Regions from separate parts of the Mus musculus genome. Here regions 2 and 3 are each linked to region 1. A link is a contact called in public Hi-C and HiCAR-type data. All regions are on one chromosome and are shown on one strand. Each heading gives the region's core, a stretch centred on a gene start, on an enhancer-like site or on the middle of the called end of the contact. The rest is flanking DNA. Distances are from core to core; before and after follow the strand shown. Region 1 has its middle 100 kb from the start of Gm23970. Region 2 overlaps Etl4 (enhancer trap locus 4). Region 3 overlaps Etl4 (enhancer trap locus 4).

The links. Hi-C and Micro-C count contacts between places; a contact is called where the count stands out from the background. HiCAR-type assays count read pairs that join an accessible place to other places.
Region 2: a contact with region 1 is called in a HiCAR-type map of embryonic stem cells, with 3 times the contacts expected there. The contact joins two enhancer-like sites. A contact is called at or near these places in 1 of 115 datasets of contacts at active chromatin or transcription factors (embryonic stem cells) and 1 of 9 other capture datasets (pancreatic islet).
Region 3: a contact with region 1 is called in a Hi-C map of embryonic stem cells, with 2.4 times the contacts expected there. The contact joins two enhancer-like sites. A contact is called at or near these places in 1 of 484 Hi-C or Micro-C datasets (embryonic stem cells) and 1 of 115 datasets of contacts at active chromatin or transcription factors (stem cell-derived neural progenitor cells).

The regions. Positions count from the first base shown.
Region 1 is chr2:20,174,364-20,179,492 of GRCm38.p6, reverse strand. It overlaps a transcript of Etl4 not described here. Among named protein-coding and RNA genes, the nearest start is that of Gm23970, 100 kb to the left of the region's middle. Within about 2 kb of position 2,517, at least 5 of the 459 cell types and tissues checked have an H3K27ac peak or open chromatin away from gene starts, as enhancers often do. A contact at or near this core is called in embryonic stem cells, where this site is marked.
Region 2 is chr2:20,523,029-20,528,157 of GRCm38.p6, reverse strand. The region is part of intron 2 of Etl4 (enhancer trap locus 4); the gene reads right to left. Among named protein-coding and RNA genes, the nearest start is that of Gm17171, 190 kb to the right of the region's middle. Within about 2 kb of position 2,062, at least 70 of the 459 cell types and tissues checked have an H3K27ac peak or open chromatin away from gene starts, as enhancers often do. A contact at or near this core is called in embryonic stem cells, where this site is marked.
Region 3 is chr2:20,493,833-20,498,961 of GRCm38.p6, reverse strand. The region is part of intron 2 of Etl4 (enhancer trap locus 4); the gene reads right to left. Among named protein-coding and RNA genes, the nearest start is that of Gm17171, 160 kb to the right of the region's middle. Within about 2 kb of position 2,476, at least 27 of the 459 cell types and tissues checked have an H3K27ac peak or open chromatin away from gene starts, as enhancers often do. A contact at or near this core is called in embryonic stem cells, where this site is marked.

The DNA of each region.
Region 1 (5,129 bases), core at 1,268-3,767:
GTTTCCTAAGTGGAAAGTATTTTATTAGCTAATGCCTCTCAAGGGAAGTTTATCTCATCTTTCTTTGCCTCAAAGCAAAGTTTTAACATCCTATTAAGGCTACTGTGGTGCTAATGAAGAATTGTAAGATAAATTTGTATATCTTAGAAAACCTGTAACAAAAAATTGTGTCTTTAGAACCTGACAAAGTGTCTGTTCCTTGTTCTAAACAGCAATTAATTTGGTTATTGCAGAATATTGATATTTGGCCCATTGCATACCATCGTTTTAAAATAAAATTGATAATTACTATCCTAAAGATAAGTTGAAAATTGTTTTTATGCATGCTTTTGTACCTTCTATAAATTCATGCATGCATGCATCCCATTTACTGTGTTTAAAAACAGCCCTCCTATGGGAGAAAAGTATATGTGAATTGGATCACACGCTTATTCTTTTGAGTTCCCTCCTGCTTCAGCACAGATAATTAAATTGTGTGCTGTAGATGGTGTTTTAAAATGTTGAATAATCAAGCTTTAATTTGTATATTTATCTATATATCTCAGAGCTTACACTTGCTTAAAATTGTTCATCCCTCAGATACTATAAATTCTCAAATTTGCAATTGTTTATGCATATACAACTCATAAGAAAAAATGCTGTTCTTTTAAGAAGACTGTTTTTGGACAGTTAAGAATTTGTCCTGGGTTACCTGGAAAAGACCCCCAGGATTTGCTTTTGTGTTATAGAGACTTACAAAAGGCCTTAGCTGATAAAGGATTACAGATAGCTCCTGAGAAGATACAAACTCAGGATCCTTATAATTATTTGGGTTTTAGACTTACAAATCAAGCTGTTTTTCCCCAGAAGATAGTTATTTGCAGGGACAACTTAAAAGCTTTAAATGATTTCCAAAAATTGCTAGGTGATATTAATTGGCTTCACCCCTATTTAAAGCTTACTACAGGGGAACTGAAACCTTTATTTGATATTCTTAAAGGGAGTTCTGATCCTACCTCCCCTCGATCTTTAACCTTAGAAGGATTGCTGGCCTTGCAACTAGTGGAAAGAGCCATTGAAGAACAATTTGTCACTTATATAGATTACTCTTTGCCTTTACATCTGTTAATTTTTAATACGATTCATATATCTACAGGATTGTTGTGACAAAAGGCTCCTCTAATGTGGATACATTTGAGGATTTCTCCTAAACGTATTAACCTGCCATATCATGAAGCAGTAGCTCAGATGATCATCCTTGGAAGGAGACAGGCACTAACTTATTTTGGCAAAGACCCAGATATCATTGTTCAGCCTTACAGCGCAGAACAAGATACTTGGCTGAAGAAGAACAGTACGGATTGGTTGCTTGCTCAAATAGGATTTATAGGAACTATAGATAATCATTATCCTCAAGATAGGTTGATAAATTTTTTTGAATGTACATGTGAAAAAAATTTGTTCTTGGTGTCCTCAGATTCTACCTGTTTCCACATAATGGTGTTAATTCTTGAGGACCTTTACTTAATCAATTGCTGCAAATGAATGCTCTTATTTCTGATTAATAAATAAATAAATTATGCACATGTGACTATTAATAACTTTTCAAGCTTTCTAGTAACAACCGCTCTTCAAGAGAACTGAAAAGTGTAATTAGTCACTGCCCATGTTATATTAAAACTGACTATAACAGTCAAGTATTTGAGATGTTTTGCCAACAATTTAATAATTCTCAAAGACAAAGTATTAAACTATAGCTTCTTAAAAAAACAAAGAAGGGGAGGAATTATATCCCCGTGTACATTATTTAAATCATATTTTTATTTTAAGAATTTTGAAATTTGGATATCAAAGAACTTAATAAATGTCTTATAGTATCTTAAAACTAGATATAATCATGTCTGGGTGAGATGAAAAGGATCTACTTATTGGCATATGGCTTGATCCTAAACAGCTACCCTATTGGGGAAAGGGGAAAGCTTAGGTTCTCTCCACAGAATGCTATAGAAGCATGACAACTGTCAGAAGGATTCGTGTGACAAGCTGACCTGTGAGTTCTCTGAGTGCCCTGATGATGGTGACAAGAAAGCTGAATTTGGTATATGTTTTGACACACCTTTGCTTGCCTCTGTACCAGATTGGACAAGCTAAGGTGCCTTGCTTCAAGCTTTTTAATCTTATGGGACATAGAACGTTAAAGACCGTGGAATCTGACTTAGAAAGATTAGTCATAAGAAAGAGTTATAATGATTCTTCTCTTTCTTTCAATGTGACCAGTTCTTCTAACTCAATATTGGACTGGTCTAGTAATAATTCCAATATTAGAGATTCCTATTGAAGATAGCTAAAAATCTTAATTACCTAGCAAAGTTAATTTGGAGCCTTTCTGCTAATTCTCAAAGCCAGCTCCCCCACAACAGGAGGCCAGAGCCTGAGCTTGATCATTGCTAATTTGCAACTGAATAAAGTACCTGGGCTTCAACAAAGAAGCTTTTATCGTGTTGCTTTTTACTGTCTTGGCTTTGTTTTCCAAGCAGGTCAGTCAAGGCCTCACACTCTGATTTCAGCAAGAGTCCAGCCTCGCCTCCTGCAAGCTCCAGTGGCAGAAATTTTATGCCTCAGCCCAGCTATTTTTATTATATAATCACGGAGGAATTGTAGACTCCCCTAGCCTGAAGCAGGCTGATCCAGACTTTGACCTTGCTGCCACTAAGAAGGAGATTACCTAGGGTGGAGCCTTCGGACCTAGATGGCTCTTTTGTTCTATCACCTGCCACTGCTCTCTCCAAGACACTGCTACCTGCTGAGAGGCCCTTGAGATATTCCAGAGGAACATCCTGTTGTGCACATCACCTACAGGCTGGCTCCAGACACCAAGAACGGACTGGTGGGGAATGGGCCTTCCCCCTTATAAGCATACTCTCTTAGTAAACTGGTGGGCCTTGAACAGAATTGTGTCTTGGTCTCCATTAATCTCTCACCATCTAAGTCTTTTTCAGCCCCAGCCTGCCTCCCAGGTGTTCCCGGTTCAAGTAGGCCATGGACTGGTATACAACAAAGAAAGCTGAAAATTCCACCATGAGAAATGAGGAATGGAGTTATTTGCTTTGGTGCCCCGCTGCCATAGCAGCTCACTGAGCAGAAGTCACAACAGCCAGCACCTTTTTAGGGACTAACAGTGTGTTTGGAAATTGTCATTCAGTCAGGCTTCCATTCAGCTTATGGCATTTACATCTATATGTGATGCTGCCTTTAACTGAGTTTTCTTCCTCCAGTTTGTTTTTAGTTTGGGAAATTATAGCCAGTATGGAATCACTAACACAATAAAATAAATAGCTAAAAAAAATAAATAATAAAAACTTTGGTTCCAACTGGCATGCAAATATTTTGCAAGAAGGGAAAAAAAAAAGAATGTCTGTAGATGAAGCCAAGTATCTCTAAGTTAGCTTCTCCTGGCCGTTAGATATAGTCTAAGATATGTGAGTAAGAAATTATAATCAGCTGGGCATGGTGGTGCATGCCTTTAATCCCAGCACTTTGGAGGCAGAGGCAGGCAGATTTCTGAGTTCAGCTCAATAAGATATAAGGAGAACAACTTCTGAGTTAAAGGACACCATAGATCAAGCAGCCTTTACAGCCACTTATGGAACATTCCAGCCAAACACTGTGGAAGACATACTCTTCTCCAAAGTCTGTGGGACTCTCTCTAATATTGCCATCTGATCAGATGCAAACTGAGTCTTAAGAAACACAGGAAACAGCCGAGCTTGGTGGCACATGCCTGTAATCCCAGCACTCGGAGGCAGAGGCAGGCGGATTTCTGAGGTTGAGGCCAGCCTGGTCTACAAAGTGAGTTCCAGGACAGCCAGGGCTATACAGAGAAACCCTGCCTTGAAAAACCAGAAAGAGAGAGAGAGAGAGAGAGAGAGAGAGAGAGAGAGAGAGAGAGAAAAGAAAGAAATTATAATCATCACTTTAAAAAAATCTTTTAAAGTGCTTTTGTATTAATACAGCAAAAGAAAGGCCAAATGGGGGAAAAATTCCTGAATAGAATAGCAACGGCTTGTGCTGTAAGATTGAGAATTGACAAATGGGACCTCATGAAACTGCAAAGCTTCTATAAGGCAAAAGACACCGTCAATAAGACAAAAGGGCCACCAACAGATTGGGAAAGGATCTTTACCTATCCTAAATCAGATAGAGGACTAATATCCAATATATATAAAGAGCTCAAGAAGGTGGACTCCAGAAAACCAAATAACCCCATTAAAAAAATGGGGCTCAGAGCTAAACAAAGAATTCTCACCTGAGGAATACCGAATGGCTGAGAAACACCTGAAAAAAATGTTCAGCATCCTTAATCATCAGGGAAATGCAAATCAAAACAACCCTGAGATTCCACCTCACACCAGTCAGAATGGCTAAGATCAAAAATTCAGGTGACAGCAGATGCTGGCGAGGATGTGGAGAAAGAGAAACACTCCTCCATTGTTGGTGGGATTGCATGCTTGTGCAACCACTCTGGAAACCAGTCTGGAGGTTCCTCAGATACCATCTCCAGAAGATGTTCCAACTAGTAAGAAAGAAACATGCTCTACTATGTTCATAGCAGCCTTATTTATAATAGCCAGAAGCTGGAAAGAATCCAGATGCCCCTCAACAGAGGAATGGATACAAAAAATGTGCTACATTTACACAATGGAGTACTACTCAGCTATTAAAAAGAATGAATTTATGAAATTCCTAGGCAAATGGTTGGACCTGGAGGGCATTATCCTGAGTGAGGTTACCCAATCACAAAAGAACTCAAATGATATGTACTGAATGATAGGTGGATATTAGCCCAGAAACTTATAATATCCAAGATATAAGTTACAATTTGCTAAACACATGAAACTCAAGAAGAACGAAGACCAAAGTGTGAACACTTTGCCCCTTCTTAGAATTGGGAACAAAGCACCCATGGAAGGAGTTACAGAGACAAAGTTTGGAGCGGAGACAAAAGGATGGACCATCTAGAGATTGCCATATCCAGGGTTCCATCCCATAATCAGCCTCCAAACGCTGATACCATTGCATACACTAGCAAGATTTTGCTGAATGGACCCTGATATAGCTGTCTCTTGTGAGACTACGCCAGGGCCTAGTAA
Region 2 (5,129 bases), core at 813-3,312, 350 kb before region 1:
ATCTTTATTAAGTAATAATCTCTAATATTCAAATTCTCATCACAGTTTCCTTTTTTAAATCATCCATAATATCCCTAATAATACAGGAGTCACAGAGTCTATTACATAGAGCAAAACACGTGGCTGGGGATAGAGCTTAGAGGTCAACATCTTGCCTAGGATGTGCAAAGCTCTGGATCAGAGCCATAGCAGCACCACAAAAAACAATACTGAGAACAGATCATATCTCAGGCTAATAAGCATATGTGCCAAGAAAACATAAAGCTTCATCTTTTGTGTGTGCGTGTATATGTGTGCATATATGTGCACGTGTGTGTGTGTGTGTGCGCGTGTGTGTTGTATACGTGTTTTGCATTGGACAAAACTGCTATGTGCATGATAGAAGTACCCTGTGGCTTTTCAAGATTGCTTTCAACATTAAAATAATCCATGTAAAAATTATCCAGGACAGCTAGATTAATGAGCAAGTCTGACAGTCTGGAGAGGCTATTGCTTTACATGGTCATAAAACACACACATTTACTTTCAGCTATATATATATGGACAAAAGGTCACATGTAACCAGTCAGGCAAGAGGAAGACACACTCTGCTCCATCCAGGGATTGTTACAGCAGGTCAAGATAACTGAAGCAGACCTGCGGACTGTGGAGTCTCCCATGTTCTTCCTTGAAGTAAACTGGGCAACCCGCTAGAAGTAGGGTCTTGGATGTCACTGTCAATCTACAGTCTTCATTATTCTTTCAGTCATCCCATGTATCGGACTTTAAACTCAACCCTTCCTTCATGCTTTTCATGGGAAAGGTCGCATCAATTTTATGCTGTTTTTCTACTTTGTTTATGTTCTTGTGGATTTTAAAATAATGTTTCCAGTGGTCTAACAAAACTGAATGTGACATACAGTAAAGGGATGGAAAGGTACCAGCAGTTAACAAGGGAGACTGACACAGGCCAGCCAGCACACAGAGCCCATCTTTGTCTGCTCGCCTTTATTGCTTGCGCTCATCCACCACTCCATTAGTCCCATCTGCCTCCACCCCAGCCCAGCACCAGCACCTCAGTAACCCAGTCCTGTCCACAAACTCTTCACAGTTGATTAGGCCTTTCCTCTGCTCTGGGCAGCTGCCAGCCCCACACCTGAAGGAGAAATGACATTTGGGCCATTTGAGTCACCTGGGGAGAATTCAGCCTTTTTGTTTTGTTTTGTTTTGTTTTGTTTTTGTTTTTTTGTTTTTTCCAGACAGGGTTTCTCTGTATAGCCTTGGCTGTCCTGGAACTCATTCTGTAGACCAGGCCTCGAACTCAGAAATCCGCCTGCCTCTGCCTCCCGAGTGCTGGGATTAAAGGCGTGTGCCACCACACCCAGCTAGAATTCAGCCTTTTAGGTGAGCATAAAACCCAAGGAGAGGCATGCATAAACAAGAGAAGGAACAGACAAAGGTCCATTTTGCCACTATTCCACAGTTATGGTGTCAGACCCAAGTGGGCCAGTTTCACATTATCTGTATGAAGAAAAGTGCATGCAGGGACTCTCAAGCTGTCAAACAGAATGGCAGTTCTGTTTCTTGTTTGGAAAGAACTCTGGTGCTAAGATGTAAATATGGGTGTGTCTGGCTGTTTGCTATTCTGGGAATCCTTGTCTAACAAAGTAGAGAAGTTGTAGCCTAAAGACAAGGCCTGGGCAAGGCTGAAAGGCAGCCCTGTTTCCTCTTCCTGCCCCTCCCAAACTCTTCCAGGGAGCCCACTTCCAGCAGGGCAAAGAGCAAACAAGAGCTTCGAATGGAAAATCAGCCCTTAAACACTCCCCGGAGCACAATTGAGGGGGAGGGGGGAGGAGGGGGAGGGAGGAGAAGGAGGAAGAACAGGAGGAGGGCAGGATCACCAAAGAGCTACTCTTCAGAGACCCAGGGGACTCCAGCTGTGATGTGTCTACATCCTGGACAAGAAAAGTAGAGAGGGATCTGGGAGGGCAAATTCAAAAAGGCAGAGGGTTATAGAAAGCCAAGCCATCCCTAAGGAGCCGTCCACACAGCAAGCTATGCAGACCAGCAACTGCTGGACTGTAGTGCCTGTGACTCTCCATGTTCTGATTACTCTGGCTGAGTCAGACCACACAGAGAGGCATCTGGGCTTTGGCATCATTTGGGCACTTCACAACCTACTGGGAGCTGGCGGTAGTGCAGTTACTTCCTGGGATATTTATTTTATTTTATTTTTTATCTTATTTGCTTTTAATTTTATTTTGGGGGGGGGGGTGAAAAATAAACACAAAGTCTTGTACATACACATGCTAAACATGTACTCTACCACTGAATTATACTTTTCTGAGAATTTATCCCATGGTCAAGATTAGGGAGTCCAGGGGCTCTCTCCTATAGGAGTTGAAAGCTAGCCTGGGTTACATAGTGAATTCCATAAGAGCTGGGACTACTGTGTAACAGAGCACAAAATCTTGTCTCAAATAACCAACAACATATAAGTTATTGATTATATATATTTATATATAAGTACATATATAATATATAACATATAATATATAAATATATATCCTACTATATATTAGGTAGTCCACATACTCCTGTGTGTGTGTGGTGTATGCACACACTTGTCTGTCCTGGAACTCTGTAGACCAGGCTGGTCTCAGCAATCCACTTGCCCCTGCCTCCTGAGGGCTGGTATTAAAGGTTCCTCCACCATCTGGCTCTCTTCACTTCTTCATAGTGGTTAGCTGAAGAGACAGCTCACTAGTTTAGAACACTGGCTGCTCCTCCAAAGCAGGAGTTCAATTCCCAGCACTCAAATGTCAGCTCACAATTCTCTATAACTCCAGTTCCAGGGGATCCTTGTTCAATTCTGGCCTCTGTGGGTACTAGGCAGGCATGCTCTACACAGACATACATGCAGGCAAACATTCATATTCATAAATACGTTTCTTAAAACATGAAGTCAAGGATAAAAACAATCCCTTGTACAGACTTTATACAATAGGTAGAGCATTCCATGTAATCTAGAGAAGCATCCTGTGTTGTATTAATTCAAATTAATTGACCGAGTCAACTATTCATTTGCACAAATATTGAATAATGGCCTGCTCCAAACACTAAAAGGGATAGGAGGTGGTGGGGTGCTGATCAAGATAGACTGCATAGGAGTATCTACCTGATGGTTAGAGAGTCAGTCAACAAACAACTAATGTATAATTTGAGCGCCAGGTCAGTGCTTTGAAGAGCGAAAGAAGATATGAAGGTAGAAACTGACTAGGCTGTTTCAGAGCACAGACTGAGCATCTGTCATTTTGTAGGCTAGCACTAGATGGAGGCACCCATTGCCAGAGGAGGCAATCAGGTAGATGGATCCCCGCCACAGAGCTTTCAAGAAACCTTTAAAAGCCAGAAGAGGAGGTCATGTTGGGGACAACAACCCAAGGATGATACTAGGAGCCCATGGCCTCCAAAGAGAATAAGACACAGATTCAAATTCTACCAACAGCCAGACATAATGATGCACACCTGTATTCCAGCCCTTGTCAGAAGGCAGGAACATCAGGAGTTAGTATCCAGCCTTAGCTACACGAGTTTCAAACCCAGCCTGGGCTGTATGAGGCCCTGTCTCAAATAAATTTTCCCAATGATTATTGAAAGCCTACTCTGCCAAATGCTTACAGCTCTTCACACTGAGCACCTACAGGGGTTGCAAAGCTAAGTGAGGAAACTGGGAAAGCACTAGCAACAGTAAAGGCTTTCCAAACCTGCAGCAAAGAAACCTTAATTCAAAATCATATATATATATATATGATCATCGATATATATGATATATATATATATATATATATATATATATATATATATATATATATATATATATACACATACACACAATCAGGGGCTGAAGAGTGAAGAGATAGCTAGGGGCTTAAGAGCATTTGCTTCTCTCACAAAGGCTCTGGGCTTGATTCCCAGCACCCACATGGCTGCTCACAAATGCTTGTACCTCTGGCTCTAGTGGGATTCCTCTCGCCCCTTTATCTCCACAGGAACCAGACACACACACACTGTGGGGAAAGTGGTACCTAGACTCAGGCACACACACATACACATAAAATAAAAAGTAAACAAACAACACAAGTAAAAACAGGCGTGTGGTGCATGCCTATAATTCCAGCACTTAGGAGTAGGAGTTCAAGGCCATCTGCAGCTACATAAAAACTGTGAGGCCATCCTGGGCTACATGAGACTCCATCTTAAAAACAAAGCAAACAAAACGCAGGTTGAAACAAGGCTGAGCTGTTTCTGGCAGTGCTCCCCCATGATGCTGTTTCATAGGAGCCTTGATTCTGAACACACACCATGCATGCTTCAGTGGCATCTGCCACCATGCCACAACTTGCCAGCAAATACTGCCTCAAACACACAGACTTGGATTCTATTACTATGTTTTGAATTTCAGTGCTTTCTCTATGCATGCAAAGCTTTATGCTCTTATTGAGAAGGAATGGTTTAATTACGGAAAACAAGAACTTTAAATAGCTTCTTACTGTTATCCTTCATCGTGTAACTATCAAATTAGTGCATCTTCAAAATGTATTATCTTAGAATGTTTGATTTTTAAAAAGTGCTGTTCGAGATGCTGACTTGAAATACATTTAAAAAATCAGTCAGTAAATATTGGCTTGAAACTGGGATGGAATTTCTGCAATTTCTGAAATGGCTATAAACATACTTTTGACATTTGTGTTGTGTGTTTATATGAGTGATATTCTCAGCCCAATTATAAAACCAAGCTATCAACACTGAAGAGTATTAAAGAAGCCCTGCGTCTTACAGTATCAAATATTCAGCCAAGATGTAAATCCTTATATAAAGATAAACAAGCATATTCATCTCAGTATGCAATTCTTTTGCATCTTTAATAAATGATCAAAGTACACACACACACATATAAACAAGCTTCTTTATTATTTAGCCCCATAAATATATAATTTATATACCTCTCTTATTATAATTGCATGTATCCACAGTCATCCCAGTTGAAAGGCACTAGGGACAGAAAGTTCAGGAAGCGTTCAAGCCACAGTATCATCACTGTTGCCGATATTCTCAAGATGACCATATGCCACCTTTTCCAAACAGTT
Region 3 (5,129 bases), core at 1,227-3,726, 320 kb before region 1:
AGGTTATAGGTATTATCCTAACCTTGCACAAAAAACTTAAAAATTGTGGTTAAAGCTGCTATTGTTCCATTGACTGCAGCTTGCAGTTTGATTTCAAATTTAAGATCTTTAATTCACCTGTATACTGTAATTAAGATAATTACAAGAGTAATCATCTTATAAGAGCGCTCATACAGCTCACTTCATACAAAACTGTGACAGAGTTATCTAGTTATGTTTGTCTCTGTAAATAAATTAGACAAACAGTTTGGTTATAGTTACTGCCTGGCAGGAAACTGTAGTACAGGCAATTTTTTCACAACACTAAAGTTGTGAAGAACGTTTTAACTGTAAGTCATCTTAAGAAAGAGTATCATAATTTAGAGGCGTAGACAGTTATATTGTTTCTCTAAAATCGGTCCTTATTACAGGAGGGCCAAGATGCTCAGATTAAAAAGTATTTCACGTTTGAGTCAATGCAGGGCTCTGGGCAGCCCCAGAGCGGCTTGTGGCCTTTCTTTTGTTTTGCAAACAGTGCCTGAAAAAAATTTTTCCCTGTGTTCAAGAGAAATTCTTTTTAACAGTGTTACAGATCTATTCAGATGTTTAAAATAAGACTTAAATTCAAAGAGTTTTGATTCTAGTAAACTGTAATCACTAGAAAATTTTGCCTCTAAGTATGGCTAATGTAACTTTACATTATGTAAGAAAATTTTTATTGTTTCTGCTTCTATACAAGAAGCCAAGAGTTTTAATCTTTCAGTGTATATTGTTTCCTAAGTGAAAAGTATTTTATTAACTAATGCTTCTTAAAGTTTACCTTAAATCCTTGCTCTCACCCAAAAGATTCAGAGACAATATCCTTTTATTACTTAGGGTTTTAGTTTACTACAAAAGTTTCTACAAAAAATAAAGCTTTTATAATTGTTATTAATTGGTAATTAAAAATTGGTTGTGCCCAAAACAATTCTTTGGCCAGAAAAAACGTTATTGTAAAGTCATTTTTCTCATCCTCCCAGGCAATCGTTGGCCCATGTGGGCCCAACTGGCTTCTGTGGGGCGGAGTCTTAAGACACAGTTTCCCCTGTTCCAGCACAGATGATCTAGTTGTGTGCTGTAGATGGTGTTTTAAAATGCTGAACAATCAAACCTTAATTTGTATATTAATAGTCAATGCCATATCTCTGAGCAAGCAGGTTTCAGGCTGGGGGAGGGGAAACTACATTCTTCACTGTGAACTTACACCATATTTTCTTTATCAGCTCCTCTGTTGATGGGCATGGAGGCTGATTCTGTGTCTTGTAGAGACACCTCTGTGACACTGATTTCGACTCTTTGAAGTAAATAGTTAGATTAAACTGAATCTTGAGGCTCTAAATGTTGGGGTAATCTTTTTGTACACTGTGTGATATGTCTCTATCCTTTCTCACCTGTCTAAGGCATTCTCGGTTTGACTTTAAAAAGAACTGTTGGCCAATAGCAGGACAGGAAAGGGAGGCGGGTCTTCTGGGCAGAGACAGAAACTCTGGGAAAGAATCAGGTACGGGACAATCAGCAGCCAAACATGGAAGAAGATGGACATACTGGGACAGTGAGAGGTAACAGGCCACATGACAAATGTGGACTAGTATAGACGGGGTTATTAAGTTATAAGAGCTAGTTGGGAAATAGCCTAAGACAGTGCCTGAGCTACAACAAATAATAATAGACTCTGTGTCATTATTGGGAGCTGGCAGTTTGAGACAGTCTGGAAATAGCTACAGATTATAAGTGCAGCTTACTGTGAATGCTAAGGAGCAACAGACGTCCAGCCATCATGAGCTACTAATGTTTCTCCAAAAGTCAACAACTGCAAAGACGGGTCACTCCTGAGCCCTTGTGCCACCGCTTCCATAAGTACAGACTTGGGTTAGATAGTCCCATTTTCCTACCTCTGGAGTGACAATAGCAACAGTACCCAACTCAGAGGGTACTGTGAGAGGCAAAGGAGAGCTGTGCCTGATGCCATGGAGAAGTGTGTGAAATGAAGTCGATCAATAACAACTCTTATATCAGTCACGGCCATAAGAAAAGAACAAGACCATCCAAGGACTGGTCATGATCCTTAGAAAAGATGTCAACATGTGGTGAAAGCTATTGGGTCAAAGTGATAGGAACATGACCGGACAGTACAGCAAGATGGCTTCTATACAGCGATGTGGGTAGCTCTTCTCTACTGCACTGGGAGTCAACATTGGCTCCCTTCAACGTCTGAAGTGCTCTGGAAAACAAAATGCAGTGACCTTGGTAATCTAAGCGGAAGAGGAACACCCAGAATAGATCCGGGTGAGGCGTGCTTAGCTTCGTTATGGAAGTAAGGCCTGTTAGGGCTGTAGGACTTCTTAGAAACTTAGTCTGAAGTGTCTTAAGTCTGCTAACTAAGGCTGGAGCTTCTCACCTTTATCCCATTAGCAATCTTTTCAAAGCCCAAACAATGGGCCTTTGTAACCAAGGTATTTCTTTTCTCCGTTGAGGTCAAAAATCTAATTAAGTTGACCCTGAGCACACACAGAGAATTAGCCAGAGAAAGCTAAACAATTGAGAGATGGGGGAGGGGAGGGCAGGAAGCCTGGCAATCAGATAAACACATTACTCGCTGACAACAGGTTGTAAAAACCTTGATGGCACTGGCTTGGGACAAGTTTAGAATGGGATGTAGTCACCTCAGTGCTACCTGGTACACCAAGGGGGAAACTTACAAGGAATGAAGGGAAGGATTAGATTTATGCTTTCCCATATTTACTTAATAATTGGCAACGCTATCCTGAGCAACTGCAAGAACCCAACAGGGGGGTGGAGAGATGGCTCAGTGGTTAAGAGCACTGAGTGCTCTTCCAGAGGTCCTGAGTTCAATGCCCAGCAACCACATGGTGGCTCACAACCATCTGTAATGGGACCTGATGCCCTCTTGTGGTGTGTCTGAAGACAGCTACAGTGTACTCATACAAGTAAAATAAATAAATCTTGAAAGAAAGAAAGAAAGAAAGAAAGAAAGAAAGAAAGAAAGAAAGAAAGAAAGAGAGAGAGAATGAACCTAACAGGGATGTGATGGGAAGGATGACCTGAAAGGTTCATCAATCAATATAAAAACCCTGCCTGCCCTGTGAACACTGTGAACCCTTGTCTCTGCCTGGAGCACTGAGAATATGGGCATACATGGTACCAACCCAGGTTTGCACATGGGTGATGGGCAGCCAAACTTAGGTCTTTATGCTTATAGCAGGGACTTATAGTGGGGAATTTTCAGTATGAGCCATCTATGCAGTCTGCCATGTGAATTTTGAGCCATTTAGTGTGGTAAGTCTCATCACAGATAGGCCTATTTATTCCTCCCCCAAAACTTCATGGTTCTGATGGGTTTTTGTTGGTTCCCTCAACATCAGCAACTCAGCATCTCCAGTTCCAGGAAAAGGGGGAAAATTTAACATCTGCAGTGTCTCCCCATGCATAAGTCAGGAATGCCTCCAGACATTCACACAGCATACTTCATAATGTATGCAGTTTTGATTGATCATTGACAAGAAGCCCAATGGCCATTTATCAAAAAGATGCTAAAACCATAAAATGGTTAACTTATAAATTAAGTACATGGCCTGGAAATCATAGCTCAACTAGAAGAGCATTATTTTCAGAGATCCTTTATAGCTCTAACATTTTTCAAGCCTAATCATGAGTTCTGTTTGCCTTTGGTACAGACCCAGGTTTGACTCCACAGCCCTGCTTCCTGCACACTGCCTGACATCTAGGCACTCCAGAAATACTTGTTTCATAAAATGAACAAAACTGAAGTGTGGGCAAATTTAACCCTCCAGGTCCCAAGCCAGATTTTCCCAGCTCACTCCCAGAGTCTCATAAAGTAGCAGAAGGCAGCAGAGGCTCAACACACCATTTACACCTCAGTGCTGGACTTCCACACTCTTAGTCTGCCTTTTAGACTTAGGGTTGGTCTGGACCTCCATGCTTGGAATCTTCAATTATTTCACTTCCTGCAGTTATAGAGAAGGAGAGGCAGAGGCCACAAAGCCCTGTGAAGCAGCAGGCGTTCAAATAGGCATACCAGCATTTCACCACTAGAGGGCAGGAGAGTCAGGAGACCGTCTCTGCAAGAAACCACTGCCCTTCTGGGTATGAACTTCCTCGTGTAAGGAAGCAAACCCCTCATGAATAATTCACAATTCTTGGTCAGGGAATAGGATTAAAATTTCTTCTTTGGGCAATCTGAAATACACATTTTGAGCAGGGACTTTTTTAAAAAAAGTTTTAACTTAAAGCAAAATCAGAGCATATTCAGAAAAGTCCCCCAAACCTCTTGAACACCTCTTTGAGCAGCCGCCTGTGAGTTTCCAACCTATGCTCTGTATTTTGACCACCAGACACATCCATCCTGTGGCCAGGCATGCACATCTGGACCAGATGCATGCACATCTGACAAATAAGGTTGCTTCAGTTTAAAGTATAAGATGCCAAGTTAAAATAGTAAAAACACTTTAATATAGAGGCATCCCAATTTGGGAGCAATTTGTCTTCTGTCTGTTGGTCTGGCTTGGTTTCTTGAGACATAGTCTGGTTTGAACGCCCTATGTAGTCTAGGATAGACTTGAAACTTGAGATCCTCCTGCCTCTGCCTTCTAGGTGCTGGGATTCCAAGCAAGTGCTACCACACCCAGCTTGGAACTTGTCATTTTTATTGCTGTTCTCAATACCTGACTTGAATGTGTTATTAGGACACTTGCTCTTCAAGTGGGCCAGGTCTCTCCCCTGCTGGGGCTTTCTCCATCTCCTGAGCCTGGGATGGTTTTTCTTCATTCACTTTTCACTCAGTTACCACACTCAGTACTGAAGGTCTGGCTTGGGAGCTTCTTCCTTGTCTAGTGTTAATGCAGCTTGTGCCACAGCCATTGTGGGACCCCAGGGAACTATGTGTGGAATGTGAGATGGCCGACTCCCATCAGGAAGAGAATGGTTCCCATAGAGCCACATGTGAATGCTTTGGGAGTGGCATATGGATGTGTGGCCTTGTTGGAGTAGGTCTGGCTCTGTTGGAGGAAGTGTGTCGAATGCTCAAGATGTTTTAAATGCCCAAGCCTGGCCCAGTGTCTGTCTCTTCTTGC